Regions from separate parts of the Danio rerio genome. Here region 2 is linked to region 1. A link is a contact called in public Micro-C data. All regions are on one chromosome and are shown on one strand. Each heading gives the region's core, a stretch centred on a gene start, on an enhancer-like site or on the middle of the called end of the contact. The rest is flanking DNA. Distances are from core to core; before and after follow the strand shown. Region 1 overlaps lama5 (laminin, alpha 5). Region 2 overlaps mapre1b (microtubule-associated protein, RP/EB family, member 1b).

Evidence for each region. Hi-C and Micro-C count contacts between places; a contact is called where the count stands out from the background.
Region 2: a Micro-C map of caudal fin shows a contact between it and region 1, with 2.2 times the contacts expected there. The contact joins two enhancer-like sites. A contact is called at or near these places in 2 of 18 Hi-C or Micro-C datasets (caudal fin and an unstated tissue).

What each region holds. Positions count from the first base shown.
Region 1 is chr23:9,752,938-9,760,823 of GRCz12tu, reverse strand. It overlaps lama5 (laminin, alpha 5), which reads left to right. Exons shown (of 80, transcript NM_001039171.1): 40 at 952-1,035; 41 at 1,154-1,384; 42 at 3,718-3,831; 43 at 4,029-4,159; 44 at 4,704-4,784; 45 at 7,578-7,792; 46 at 7,880-7,886. Among named protein-coding and RNA genes, the nearest start is that of adrm1, 66 kb to the right of the region's middle. Within about 2 kb of position 4,458, at least 1 of the 62 cell types and tissues checked has an H3K27ac peak or open chromatin away from gene starts, as enhancers often do. A contact at or near this core is called in caudal fin, where this site is marked.
Region 2 is chr23:9,923,835-9,931,720 of GRCz12tu, reverse strand. mapre1b (microtubule-associated protein, RP/EB family, member 1b) reads left to right here. Exons shown (of 7, transcript NM_213640.1): 7 at 1-1,565. Among named protein-coding and RNA genes, the nearest start is that of mapre1b, 15 kb to the left of the region's middle. Within about 2 kb of position 5,145, at least 5 of the 62 cell types and tissues checked have an H3K27ac peak or open chromatin away from gene starts, as enhancers often do. A contact at or near this core is called in caudal fin, where this site is marked.

The DNA.
Region 1 (7,886 bases), core at 3,209-5,708:
ATAGATAGATAGATAGATAGATAGATAGATAGATAGATAGATAGATAGATGGATAGATGGATAGATAGATAGATAGATAGATAGATAGATAGATAGATAGATAGATAGAGATATAGATATATTGATATAGATACAGATATGTGTATATAGACGTATATACACTAATACATTCATACCTATCGTAGTAGTTTGATTAAAACTAAACAAAAATGATAAATAAAATAATACAGATGTCCCAAAGATTGTAGCTTTAAGCTCTTAAATAACTGATGTTAAATTTAATACATTTCATGATTTTAATTAATTAGACATAGTTTATGAATACTAAACCTTACTTTAACCACTAAAACAAATAAATAACTGGAAAACACTCAACTGTAATACATATTGTAAAATACATCAAATAAAAAACACTAAACTGTAATAAAACAAAAAAACAGCCCCATTGTTTTGACACACTGCTTTACTAAAACTAGCCTGGAGCAAGGCTGTGGGTTGCTGATTGATGAACTGTGCTGTAGACTTTCTGTAAAATCTTTACTTGAGGCTGAACTTCAGCCTGATTGAAAATATTTTTGTATTCGATTCAACTCGATTCGTCTCGCAGCCCGCTAATGCAAAAGTACTTGAATAGCCTGTCTTATGTGTATAGTATTTAAAGTATAATATTAGTAATTAAAATATAATAGTAAATAATATAGTATTTTATTTTATAAAATTTGTACATGTTAGTTATGCATAGGTTTTTATAATAGCTCTTATACCCAGTGTTGTGTTTGTATTTATGATTAAATTATGTAGCACCGTTGTCCTGCGAGACAAGACATTTCGTTCCTCTGTATGCCCACACATTTAGCGGAATAACAATAAAGCTCGACTTGATGTTTGTGTGTGTGTGTGTGTGTGTGTGTGTGTGTGTGTGTGTGTGTGTGTGTGTGTGTGTGTGTGCAGGGCAATCAGATGACTCTTGTGTACATGGAAAGAGAATATCCCTCTCCTGAAGACCCCCATGAAGGCATTGTCCACCTGGTAGAGGTGAGGAAATTCAAATAAATCACGATTTTAGTCAAAGATAATTATTTGTTCTTCTCTGTACATGATGTGAAATGTCCTCAAAGTTAATTCAATGCATGCATGTTCTCTGTCATTGCAGGAGAGTTTCAGGCATGCTCAGACTGGGAATTCAGTGTCCCGTGAGGAGCTGATGATGGTTTTGGTGGCCCTGGAGTCTCTTCAGATCAGAGCGCTTCACTCTCAGTCGGCTCAGTCTGTGTCTCTGCGGGCCGCTGTGCTGGAGGTGGCTGAAAACATGCCCTCTGGTCGCCATGCCAACAATGTTGAAATCTGTCTTTGCCCAGGAAACTATCTAGGAGACTCCTGTCAGGTAGTGTGCTTTGACAAAAACAAGGTAGCAAATTGTGAAGTGCTACTGACTATAATGAGGTCTTATAAAGTGAAAAGTTCAGGGTTTCTGACAGGAACAATTTTTTTTTTTTTACATTAAAAATCCTCAAATTCTCTTAAAGGGACAGTTTATCCAAAGAGCTACTCCTTATTTACTCATCCTCAAATAGTTCCAAAGCTTTCTTTTTTGAAGATATTTTTAAGAAAACTAAAAACCTGTAACTATTGACTTCCATAATAGGACAAACAAATACCAAAGAAGTCAATGGTTACCTGTTTTTAGCTTTTTTTTAAATATCTTCTTCTGTGTTTAACCAAAGAAAGAAATGTTAAACAGATTTTTTTAATGTTAAACTGGACTTAATTTTCATGTCTATTTAATTGTTCTGTCTAAAACTTAAAAATTATCTAAACTGAAAGTCCCCTTTAATGCTTAATAATGCATTTTGTAACATCCTGTGCTGCTGTAGACCTTTTTTTCCCCTAGTCCAAATGTAATTCACTATATTACGACTACAAACAAGACCACCATCATGATATAGGTCTTGAATATTGTTCATGGTGGTCACTAAAAACCACTGTAAAAGATATGGACGTAGTATCCTTGACATCACCCATAGGTTTCTGAAGAGCGCAAAAGAAGCTACAAGTAGGCATGGCCAACCATCGACATTTTGTTTGCATGTCATTGGCGGAGCGTCAGTGGAGCTACAGATTCCTCCTAGCATTTTGCTTAGACAGTGTTTTCTTTGGGAGAAATGCTTAATATTTCATTACCTGCAACACTATATCAATGAAGTGTTTAGTCTTTAAAAAAACACCGTTGTAGCAAATTGAGCCACTAAGCACTGTTCTTATGACGTTTTTCTACAGGAAGAAATTTCTCCCAAACACTTCAAATATAGTCTGTGTTAGGAAATGCAAGGCTATTTATAAAATCCAGGCATAACACTGTATGACAACATTTCAGATGTTTTATAGCCTACAGCTAATCCTTCTGTCTGGTTCTGGAGTGCATTCAAGTTCTAAAGAAAAATATAAATAATAAATTATCTTAAATAAAATAAATATATATATATATATATATATATATATATATATATATATATATATATATATATATATATATATATATATAGATGTGGTTTACACGTATTTAATTTCACTCACCTGGGAAATGGAGGCCACTTGAATGGTTTGTGAGCACAATTAAGTGCACACAGCATGCCATGTCATCTGATAATTGTAAGAAATAATTCCAAACGGCAATTGCCTGTGTAAAGCCACATTAAACTAAAAAAAATATATGTATATATGATGTACATGCCGAGTTCAGCAGCTAATCAGCCGGAATCAGATGAGGTGAAATGATGGTGACCAGCGAAATCTAGCTGTCACTCAAGTGGCCACACCCTTAATTATGCAAACTTAATATAACTGAATAAAAACTAAATGCATAAGTTATAAAAAAAAAATCACCCCCCTCAAAGTTGGCACAAAGGGTTATATTAGCTATATGCACCAAAACCATCTTTTGTACCAGGCTGTAAAACATGTTTTTATCAGCTGTAAAATTGGCCAATTAAGCATTGCAGTCAGTAAACATCTGGACTTCTTACAAAGTCCCCATTAATGACATACTTTATGTCAGGTGCATATAAAATGAATTAACTAGTCTTCATCAACTCATATATTTGCATAAAGTAAATTTGGTTAATGGCTGGATTAATTATTGCTTAATAATTTTGCCAAATCAGAACATACAGAAATTTACAACATTATTTTCCTAGCGCAGATTGTAATTAATCAATTGAACAATTTATCTGTTCAAGTTAGGCCACTGATTGAAGATTACAGTACAAACTTTTATTTTCAAAGTCTGACTATTTGCTTCTGCTTTTGGAGTGACAATCCTTCACTGGCAAGACCATCGAAAGCTCAATTGGCGCTCTAGGCAAACGACGGAGCGGGAGGTTGGGGGAAGGGGGGTGCATATCGGCCATATTGTCCATGCTTAAATCAGCCACTTGTTCTCTGTCGACGTCAGTTCACAGACAATTCACCACAATATACTTGACCACACCCCTCTTACCTTTAGTTTGCTATGAAAGAATGATCCACAAAAAGCTCCTTCAGCTTCAGTTGAATGAACATCAACATCCTAAAATAAAAGCTATATGGAGCTATTTTGGAGCTAAAGAAACAACAAGATAAAGCCATCACTATGAGCAACCAAGAAATACTGATAAATCCTGGATAAAGTTGTTCAAACTGTGCTATAATGTTCATACATGTTTCATTTTCTGCTCTCAGCAATGTGCGCCAGGGTACTACAGAGACAACAAAGGTCTTTTCCTTGGGAAGTGTGTCCCCTGCAACTGCAACGGGCACTCGGATCAGTGTCTGGATGGTTCTGGCATATGTGTGGTGAGTCAAACATCTCAAGTCATACATAAATCACATACCAGGCGTAGACATAGGCAATATACTGTTATAGCACATTCCAGTGGGTACAGTAAAACTCGTCATAAACAAAGTCGTAAATCTGATTTAGATTTAAGATCCTGGGAAAGAGAAGTTTAAGAATAAATGCTTAATCAGAGTGTTGAACTTTTCAAACGCAGAACTGCCGCCATAATACTGCCGGAAATCACTGTGAGAAGTGCCTGGGCGGTTTTCATCATAACAACACTGTCGATGGCCACTCTGTGTCCTGTTCAAGCTGCCCCTGCCCTCTGCAAGTGGCTTCAAACAAGTCAGTGGTCTCATTTCATCATCTGAACCCCTATTTCACATTCATCTCAAACATTCTTTTTCTTCTGATGATCTGTGTGGAATTGAAATTTAGTCAGACTTTTGTTTTCTTTCTGATTTATTAGGCTTTTACCCCCTGTAAGAGCCATAATTTGATTGAATATAATAGTGCTCAAATTCATATACAGTTTATATATGTTCATATGTTCAGTTGTGTACATTCGCTATTTCACCCCTACTCTTTTGTTTGTAATGGTTTGCTCCGCTTTTATTGGACTGATTCAAGTTATATTACGAAACTGGAAAGTGAAAGAAAAAGACAGAGCAGCACATTTTTATTTTTTTTTAACCGGAGCTAATAGTTATGACGCTTAAGAATTCAGTAAACATCTTTAATTGTAAAGAAACCAAAGTCAATTTATTGGCTGACTGATTTTTTGAAATTCTGATAATACTCCCTTAAAATAAATTCATTTCAGTGCTGGATATCTCAACATGCCTCTGTCATAGAGTAAAAGATGTTATTTGTTTGGTCTTGTTCACAGTTTTGCTATTCGCTGTGTGGAGAAGCCCAATAATATGCGGTGCCTGTGCATGCCTGGCTATGCTGGATCTAAGTGTGAAAGGTACACATGTGAAACATTCATTCGATCATTCATTTTCTTGTCAGATTAGTCCCTTTATTAATCCAGGGTCACCACAGCGGAATAAACCACCAAGTTATCCAGCATGTTTTTACGCAGCGGATGCCCTTCCAGCCACAACCCATCTCTGGGAAACATCCACACACACTCACTCATCCACTACAGACAATTTAGCCTACCCAATTCACCTGTACTGCATGTCTTTGGACTGTGGGGGAGCACCCGGAGGAAACCCACATGAACGCAGGGAGAACAAATATTTTTATTATATTTATATATATATATATATATATATATATATATATATATATAAACAATGCCAATAAAGAAAACATTAATTTCCAAGTTGGATTCTAAGTGGACTGCAAAAAACGAAATACAGGCATTGCAAATATGGAAATTGGAAAATTATAATAATAATATTAAAGTATTGAATACAGACAATTGCACTAATTGTAAAGTTGTATTGCTGTAAGTTGAGAACATTAATTATAAAGTAGAAACAATTTTGCTTCAGCCAGTTTCTAAGACAGTCCAGTCTGTTGACATTATCGAGGGACAATGTGGACCTTTTCTTTTGAATGATGTTGAATGAGCTGAGAGTGCAACGCAATCTCACGGCAATTTGTAACTTTTTGATTTAGTTGCTACGGACAATGACATTTAGGCAGGTTTGTTGCAAGAAATGCACGCGCGCACGCACACATACACACAGGCACACAGACCAGGGCCGTGCACAGGAGGGTGGCCTGGTGGCAAGAGCCACTGCCCCTCTGCCCTCATTGGCTGAGGTGCCCCTCTCAGGAGGCAATTGCTCTTCACTTTGCACCGGCCCCTGTAACGGTCTGTGCTCTGTGCATGGGCCTGACACACACACACACACACAGGACAGTGCAGCCGGAGCGACTGTCTTCAGATTCAACACGTATGATCACGTTCATCAAATTTACTTAAACTAAGTGTTCGAAAGAATGGCTGTATTTCACAAGGATTCTGACACAACAACGCAAAGCAGACACTTTTGTTGCGTTTGAAGAAAACACATCAAACACTTCAACACACATTTGAGAGCGCATGCTGAAAGGCAGAGGAATGCGCTGTCTTTGACAGCTCGCGACTTCACCTGACACTTTCCGAGTACATTTACATGGACACCAAATCTCCGATTTTAATATGATTAAGTTAATACTCTTATTAAGAGTCTACCATGTAAGCAGCGATTTTTGATTACCTTAAAGGACCACCAAGTCACGGAATACAAAAGGTTTTTCTTTCCGTTTGCCATGCCGTATCAAATTTGATTAAAACAAAAGTCAAAATCTAAAAATGAAACACCCGAAATTCTGGAGAGCCTGGTGATATATATATATATATATATATATATATATATATATATATATATATATATATATATATATATATATACACACACATCCATTTTTTTTCGTTTAAGTTTCCTTTTTTTCGTTAAAGGCTCATCTGGTTAAGACACAATTCTGAATTTTCATGGCCAAACTCAACCAATTGTAATTGTTTGTTTTGGTTTAATTTTGAAATTCCACAATCAATACAGAGCCTCGGAGACCAGAAAAAGACGGGCTTGGCCTCTCCCTGATGTGAAACATCCAATTATTATATGGTTATTTATTTACAAATATTTTATTTTATTATTAGTTTAGTTTAGTTAATTTAGTTTAAAAAGCACATTCAACCTAAAATGACAAGATTTTAAACATCTAGTAGAGTTATAGGGATGCAGAATATCAGATTTCACGATTCTGTAAACAATAAAAGTATTTTCATAAAATAAAAATACTAGAATGTAATACTAAAATTGGAATGTAGAATGGGGCAACATGGACATTTGTGCCACTATTTTTAAGGAGTTTGGCTTCAACATTCTGGACCACTTGGCATCGAGCTACATGGAGATGCCATAAAAAATAATTGCAGCAATGTAATGTAATGTGGCCATGCACCCAAAGTGCTTCACAATCATTAACAGTCGGAGGGTCTCTCCACTCCACCCCCAGTGTGCAGCATCCAATTGCATGATGCAACGGCAGCCACAGGACAACAGCGCCAATGCGCTCACCACACACCAACTATAGGTCCAATTCATTGGATGGGGATGACTAGGAGGCCGGTAAGGGCTGATGGGGGGGAACCCATCACACCGGGGTTACACACAGATGACCACACAGAGTCAGGACCTCGGTTTAACGTCTCATCTATAAGATGGCGCTCACTGACAGTACAGTGTCCCCTTAACTATACTGGGGCATTAGGATCCACACAGACTGCAGGTTGAGCGCCCCCCTACTGACCCTATTAACACCATATCCAACAGCAATTTACTGTAGTTTTTACCATGTGGTCTCCCATCCGGGTACTGACCTGGCTCAGCCCTGCTCAGCTTCAGTAAGTAACTGGTCTCGGACTACAGGGTGATAGGGCTGTGGCAATAAAGCAAAGATTTTTTAAGAATTAGTAATACTTTTTCTCATTATTTTATGAATGTTATTATTGTCTGTCATAAACATGAATTAAAATGAAAATAAAATGACATAAGGACATTTTTATAACATAATTTATTCTGGGAGTTGCAGTATAAATGTTTCATTTATCACTTACTACATTTTTTAGATTATAAATATTCTATGATATCATTACCATTAATATTTTTGTATCATTATTATTACTAAATTAGTATTATTACTATTTTTATAGCCACATTAGTAATTATTAAATAGTTATTTTTTGTACTGAATGCAGGTGTGCACCAGGTTACTATGGCAACCCAGTTGTGATTGGCAGTACATGCCAGCCGTGCAACTGCAATGGAAACTCAGACCCCAACATGTTGTTCAGCGACTGCCATCCTTTGACGGGGGAGTGTCAGAGCTGCATGCACAACACTGCTGGACCGCACTGCGAAATCTGCGCCCCTGGTTTCTACGGTGATGCCATCACTGCAAAGAACTGCACCAGTAGGTCAACTTGTATAAACATCAGCCATACTGTCCTGTATTTAAAGAGTTCTTATAATTATGTTATTTCCCTTGTGCATTACCCAGGATGCAA
Region 2 (7,886 bases), core at 3,896-6,395, 170 kb before region 1:
CTCACTGCTGTGGTACATATCTGTGATCACGTCTTATTTGTACGTTACTGACACAAAAACTGAGGGACGGAATGACCAAACGTGCGTTTAGTTCATCGCCAAACCCCTCTGACCTCCTAGTTTCCACTCATGGTTTTGGTGGTTGCTTTGGCGTAAGGCAGGTAGCAGTCACCACCGCTCCAGTCTATCCTCAGTGACTGTGCCTTATACAGACTGTCTGGAGGGAGTGGACCCAGTCTGACGTTTGTCTTTTCTTTGTTTTTTGGATGTAGTTGAGCGTCGTTTTTCAAGTCGGCGCATGTACTAACACTCAGTCGTGCTCTTTGGTCTACAGAGCGCAGCGTATTGTAGAACCACAGTTGCGCGGGTAAAAATATTTTATTATAATTTTATTTTCGTTTTAAAGAATTATCTGTATGAACTACGTTGGTGGACTCGAGGCCAAAATTTGAGTTAACAAGACAAACACTGCCCGTTTTCTACCTGTTTTTACTGCCTTATATTTAATGCGTTTTTCTATCCTTTCATCCGCATCGTCTCTACTGGCAAATGTTTGTAATTCAAGTTAACGTTGAGAGTTTTTTTTTCTTTAGTTTCTTTTGTAATTAAGTTCAGAAGTAGTAGCAGCAGAATATTGTCAGACCCAAATTTTCACAAGTACACTAGATAAAAACGTGAGTTATTTAAAAGAAAATATTGCACTCTTTGAAATCCATTCCCCAAATAGCCATGTCAAGCTGACGTTCTTAAAGCAGAACACTAAAAATATCGACTAAAGGAGCTTTTTAGATGAAATCTTTTCTTCTTGCGTTTTGAGTTGGATGCCCTGTGTTTGATCGCTCACTTCATTTGTCGCTTTTAGGAGATTGGTGAAAAGATTTTGATTCGGGATCACTGTGCCAACTTTCTCTGATGTGTAGCTTCATTGTTTTCATCTGCACTGGTCATTCTCTATTGCTATGACTTTTTCTGTGTGTAGTTCTCAATGTTGCGTTTGATCTACGTCAATAGCACATGCAAAACCGGCAATCAGAGTTTTATTGGTGCTATCAAATACCTTGACCCTTAAGAACCTGCCTGTTTGTGCTGAAAAGCCTCTTTTGTTGGTTGTTTTGGGTTGATTGGATTGGAAACACTGCTGCACTCGAGTGGATTTAACAGTGCTGGATCTGTTCTAAATAGGAGATAATAAGAAAACAAGTGACACTCGCATCTCTGAGTTTGCATTATTATTATTTTATTTTTTTGGACAAAAAGTTCATTGTGATTTCACATAAGCCGGACAGCTAAATATTGGCATGAGGTGGATCCAAATAAAAATGTGGAAGGAAGTAGTTTGGAAGCAGGTAATATCTGTGAAATGCAGTGATTCACCATTCCTTCCTGTCTTTCAATGCTCTGTGGCCTTTAAGAACAATCTGTAGCGAAGGTACTCAGTACATTGTGGGCCCCCGCGCCACGACCAAACTGTCTCTCTCCCTGTTTTTTTGTACTTGCAGGCTGTTAAAGAATTCCACATTTTTAACTGAAGTCCATTTCTTACAATAAAACAGTATTTACATGTCTTTCTGTTGGTGTCTTTTCTAGTGACGAGGAATGGCTTACTAATTACCTAACGCCTTGTTTTTAGAATTGGTTTGAATGTGCCCATTTGTAATCATCATGGTGGCTTGAGAAAGCCAACATGCTGTTGTACTACATAAACTTATTATTTCATCTTCTTAGACTATTTTAAGAACGCATCTTCTCCTAGACTGTTCATACTACAACCATTAAACTAACTCCAATCCTTCAAACTGTACGGAATTAAGTTGCTATATCTTTTCCAACTGATCTGATTTTGGGTTTCCAAAAACTGACCCAAAAAATTTGGAAGTCTCATTCACCTAATATTAGACGAAACTTTGTGACCTCATAACTTTGCGCCAGACTGTCATACAAATGTTGGGGTCATTTAACTCAGACTACCAATCTGCCAGTCACTGATGACGTTTCAGCTTACAAGCCACACCCTAGCAACCACTTACAGCACCCTTGTTGCCATGACAACAATTGCAGCACCCAGTTGCTATGACAGTTGTCCCATAGACATCCATTATATAAAACTACTATTAACTTTACATTGGATATTATAACAACATATCAATCCATACTAGCAACATGCTAACAACATACCAATCCATGCTGGAAACATACTAATCATATTAGCAAAATGTTAATTCATACTACAAACTTTCTCAAGTCACCGTAAAGTTTGTCAACAAACTTTATTTTCTCGTTTTATACTACTGGACTGTTGCTCAATTCTGATCGGTTATTGTCAGTTAAATGCATGACTTTAAGTATTTCCAGGCAGGTTATGACTGCATTACAGTTCATTATCATTACACTGAATTATTTTGTTATTTCGCAGCTGCAGACAGACAAAAATCTTATCAAAAGAATATAGCTGACTAGATGAGTTGCACTCAGAAGAAGTTTGAGGACAAAAATCTAACAAATGTCTTGAAATGCAACATCTGAACAGTGTTTTTAGGTGTGGTAACTGTTGTACAAGCAGAGTAATTGAGTCTGGTCTGCATCATGAGATGGTGATGCATCATGAAACATCTATTTTTTCTGAAGAGGTTTTTTTTTTTTTTTTTTCGTTGAAAAATTCCACTTGTTTCTGTAGTAGAAAATTTAAAGTCACTGTCACTTAGTAATACTTTTAAATTATATAATTTTTGTGTGTTATGTTTTGTGTGGCATAGTGCGAAATTGTGTTAAAACAGTTAAGCTTTTGCAAACATTAACAATTCTTAATTGAGATCTGTTATGCAAAAACCACATAATTAAAACAATTATGTGGCAAAAAGTGTGTTAATATAGTCAGCATCTAATGGTGAAAATTGTATTTTTTTTCAATCACACTTCAAGAACAATCTGCAGAAACACTTTGATTGACATTCTCCCATTGTGCGTGTTATTTGAGGGCAAAAGCCCTGCCCATTAGTGAAAATCTCTCCCTCATTAGGATAAACAGACTCTGAGTGAGAAGCAGCCGTCTGCTATTAGTTTTCACCTGCTGAGGATGATGTCAGCAACTAAAGCTGTGATCACACCAGAGTTTGAGTTTGCGAAATTCTGTCGTACAGCTCTGCGAAAAGGAGCGGGATTAAACAAGATGATTAGACACTTAAAAAGTGAGCGATTTGGACAGAAATTTAAAATATGGAGCAGAGAGGTCACGTTTAGATCCTCGATTGGTCTCACGCAGTCTAGTGATGCAATTTCGCAGGTCAAAGTTTACCAAGCTTGATTTTTGAACTGCAGCAACCTGCAAAACTTGACGCATGACTCTGCATTTCCGGTCTGATGCATTCGCGTGCGTATGAATAGAAGTCTATGGGAGGAAAAGCCCAGGGTGACTGCAGCTTAATGCTACGGTCACACTGGAGGCTGTGCATGGGAAATTCTGTTGTACAACGCTGCAAAAATGAGCGGGATTAAACAAGATGATTCAACATTAAAAATGTAAGTGATTGGTCCATATTTTCATTTCTGTCCAGAGAGGTCATGTTTTGATCTTCGACTGGTCTCACGCAGTCATTTGATGCAATTTCACAGGGTAGAGTTCACCAAGCTTGAACTTTACAATGCAGCGAACTGCAAAACTTGTCACGCATGTCTGCTGCATTTGCATGAATTGCAGTCCATGGGGCGAAAAGTGCAGTGTGACCGGGAGCTATAGAAGCATTATAAAAGTGGAGTTTTAAGATGCACAAATGAACCCTGTGGTTTCCATAGACTGCCTTCTTCTGAGACACTTCTTTTGACTTGTTTTGCTTTTCAAAGAGATAACATAAGTCCTGTTTTGAATCTGCTGCTATGCAGAGCCACAGGCATTTGTAGCTCCGCTCTCTTGTGAAAAGAGCACAATCTCATTTGAATTTAAAGTGACAGTCACCAAAAACAGCACAATTTGCATCAAAGTAATAAATGAGGTAGTTTCAATGAGTTATAAAAAATATATTTGTGGAGTGTTTTGAGCTAAAACTTCACATACACACTCTAGAAACATTAGGGACTTATTTTACACGTTGTAAAAAGGGTTGCATTAGGTCCCCTTTAAATTAGCTTGAGCTGTTACACTGTATGCATTTGTTGAACATGTCTCATAAAAGCTATAAAAAAGGTTGCTTGATTATCTTTGAAGGTCAATGGCCACAGATAGACAGTTCTTAGAGACACATCTGACAGCTTCATTCCTGAGCTTGATGTTTTTTTTTACCAGAAAACCTTGGAGGATGTTATCAAGGGGAATGATTTGTTTGCCCTCAGTTGGCCGGGATTTGCAAGATAACCTTCTGAAAACACATTTTAATGCAGAAAACAGAATCTTGCTGAACATCACTGTGTTGACCACATTACCAGTAAATGCAGAAACTGATTGAGTGGTTAGCACTGCCACCTCACAGCAAGAAGGTCGCTGGTTCGAATCCCGGCTGGACGAGTTATAGCTTCTGTGTGGAGTTTACATGTTCTTCCCATGTTCAGGTGGATTTACTCCGAATGCTCAGAAGTCGCTATAGGTGAATTGGATGAACTAAATTGGTCATAGTGTGTAGGTGTGCGTATGATTGAGATTGTGTGAGGGTGTATCCCAGTACTGAGTTACGGGTGGGAGGGCATCCTGCGTAAAACATGTTGGAATAGTTGGCGGTTCATTCCGCTGTGGCAACACGATAAATATGGGACTAAGCCAAAGGAAAATTAATGAATGAATGATTTGGAAAGACCTTTGAAAAGTTCTGGAAGCAAGTTTTATGTATTCATTAGTTTTGTGGACCCATGGATCAGCAGATGTTATACGGATGCTTGATTTAGCAGAAGTGGAGACTGAAGCAAGGTGTCTTTGAACTTTCCAGATGAAAAATAACCCCCCCAAAAATTCTAAATCCACTAAAGCTTGGTTGAGGATCATTCAGAAAGGATTTTGTTCCGTTTACAGGTTTAAATCTTATTTTAAAAATTTCCAATGGGAAAACGAACGTGCTGTGTTAAATCACCACTAGGTGGCGGTAGGAATCAACTCTATGCTACATGAAAAGTCTGAGACTGAAAATGGTAAACGAACATGTTTAACAGGGCTGTTTCCATTCTCTCTACTAGGTTAGCTGGTTTGGGTAAACAGCTGTTTTAGAGTGGTCGTCACTTGAGAAGGCTCAGCTGAAGCATGGGAATCTCGTGTTGCTCCGTTATTAGAGTCTTGAAGATTACAGCTCTTCTTGTCCCTGTGTGGAAGAGTAATAACTGTGTAGGACCAAGTGTGAGTTTCACACATCTCAGAAACAGATGTGCTTCTGAGAACCCATGTTTGAGTTTGAAATGTTGAAATGCTATAATGCGGTTCGGAAGAATATCAGGCTGTCATGTCCTGTTCTCGCATGTATTTTCAAAAACAATCTTTTATCTTTATTTTATGTTTTAGTCGTTGTTGCATCCCAGCTAAAAAAAAAAAATGTTTGTTCCCAGTATGTTGGTTAGTTGGGCATTATGGGGGTGCAGTGAGTAGCACGATCGCCTCACAGCAAGAAGGCCGCTGCTTCGAGCCCTGGCTGGGTCAGTTGGCATTTCTGTGTGGAGTTGGCATGTTTGCATGGGTTTCCTCCGGGTGCTTTGGTTTCCCCATGAATCCAAAGACATGCGGTACAGGTGAATTAGATATAATATCGAATTGTGATGAAATTTATGTTAAAAACAATGATAAGCTCTGGATTTTTACTCCATATTGATCTAAGACCCAATCACTCAGCCGAAAGGTGCAACAATAGAAATCTAAAAGTGTGTTGTTGACATTAGAGATGCGCTGAATTTTCAGCCACTGAAAATGCCATTTAGTGGACCCTCTATTTTTTCTGTCTTCAGTCATTGCTGTGGTACTCTTTTAAATCTGGAAGCATTAATAACTTACATTGAAATATATATCGTTATCGTTCAATATGGAAAATAATTATCGAGACTGCATTTTTGCCATATTACCCAGCCCCAGTAGAACATTCTCTTTTAGGTTCACTTTAGGTATTACAAAAAAGGAAAGGTTAGTTATTGGTTACCAAAAAAAAAACATACAGTGCCTGTTCCTAGAACATCCTAGAATAGAGGATATGCAGATCTAGTGTTTCTTTCCATGCTGATAAACTTCCGGTGAATGGTTAATGTGTGTTTTTCCCATTTTACACGGTTCCTTTTACACCATCGATGTTTTAATGTAATTACAATACAATCAGTTAAAAAGACTTTGTCAATCACTTAGTCGCTCAACCGTAAAACGAGACAAAAAGCCGTTTACTCGCACATGTCCGTCAGAATCAGCAGGCTAGAGCAGAAGCTCCGTTGAATATGCTTGGGTAAAATAAATGTTGATATTTTAAAGACATGGCGGGGGAATATAATGGGGTAATGTAATGCAGTGCTTCTTGTACAATCTAAGACCCACTTTTTATCAGATATCACTCAGCCAGTGGAGATCGCTGATTATTAAAGAAAACAGATTTTAACTGTGCAGATTTTGCAATGGCACACAGTTCATCGGAATTGCTCAACACAGGTAACTGATAAATTAAAAGTCCTTACGCATATACCCTATTACCACATGAGAACCAAATGGGAACCATATTGGAATGCTCTTTGTTAAGTGGGATGTTTTGTAGTTCATGGTAACATTTTTCTCTAGATAATGTACTGAATCGTAGGTCACAGATCTAATTTTAATATGTTGGTTTATATTATTTGGGGGGAGCCATGCCAAAACACCCATGTTATTATGCTGTAATGGTATGTATTTACTAAGGTAATAATTAATGTTTTAATCAGACACTAAAATAAATTTTGGTGCAAAACAATTATCTGATAAAATGGCAATAAATTAATCACTTAAAAAATAAATGAGCTCCTGAGGTATTGCAAGCTTTAGATCAAATATTCACAGTAAAGTTACTTTAATAATTAAATATCCCCTGTTTTTGATGTTTGAAATTTTAATGATATATCTATAATGAAATTTCCTTCCTTATTAATAAAAAAGATAAATTTTTAACCGGAATTTTACCTGCAAATCTCAATGCAGTCTTATAATAGTTTATTTTGTGTAGTATTTATTAATATTTAGAATTTTTATATTTATTTTATCCCATATTTATGTAGTTTTGTGTGCTTTAATAGTTTTTTTTATAATTTTATGTTTAATGGATAATTTTAACATTTAACATTTTTTGTTTTATATATTTTTTTATTACTATAATATTTATATTTTATTAAGGTTCATTCAGTGTTTTTGGCAACATAGTGTCTATCACTTGAGCAATAGTTCATTTTCTTGTCGGATTAGTTCTTTTATTAATCCAGGGTTGCCACAGCGGAATGAACCGCCAACTTATCCAGCACATTTTTACGCAGCGGATGCCCTTCCAGCCGCAACACATCTCTGGGAAACATCCACACACTCATTCATACACACACTCATACACTAGGGACAATTTAGCCTACTCAATTCACCTGTACCACATGTCTTAGGACTGTGGAGGAAACCGGAGCATCCGGAGGAAACACACGCGAATGCAGGGAGAACATGCAAACTCCACACAGAAATGCCAACTGAGCCGAGCCGAGGTTTGAACCAGCGACCTTCTTGCTGTGAGGCGACAGCACTATCTACTGCGCCACTGCGTCGCCCACTTGAGCATTAGTGACAGTGCAATTTTTTATGCTGTGTATTTATTGGTCCTGTGTTTGTAACAGCTGTCATGTGTGATTTCACCTGCTGCAGTCGCCTTCCTCTTCAGTTTAGTCACCATCTCACAGCTGCCGGCAGTCTGCTGTTCACCAGAAAGACATGCTGTTAT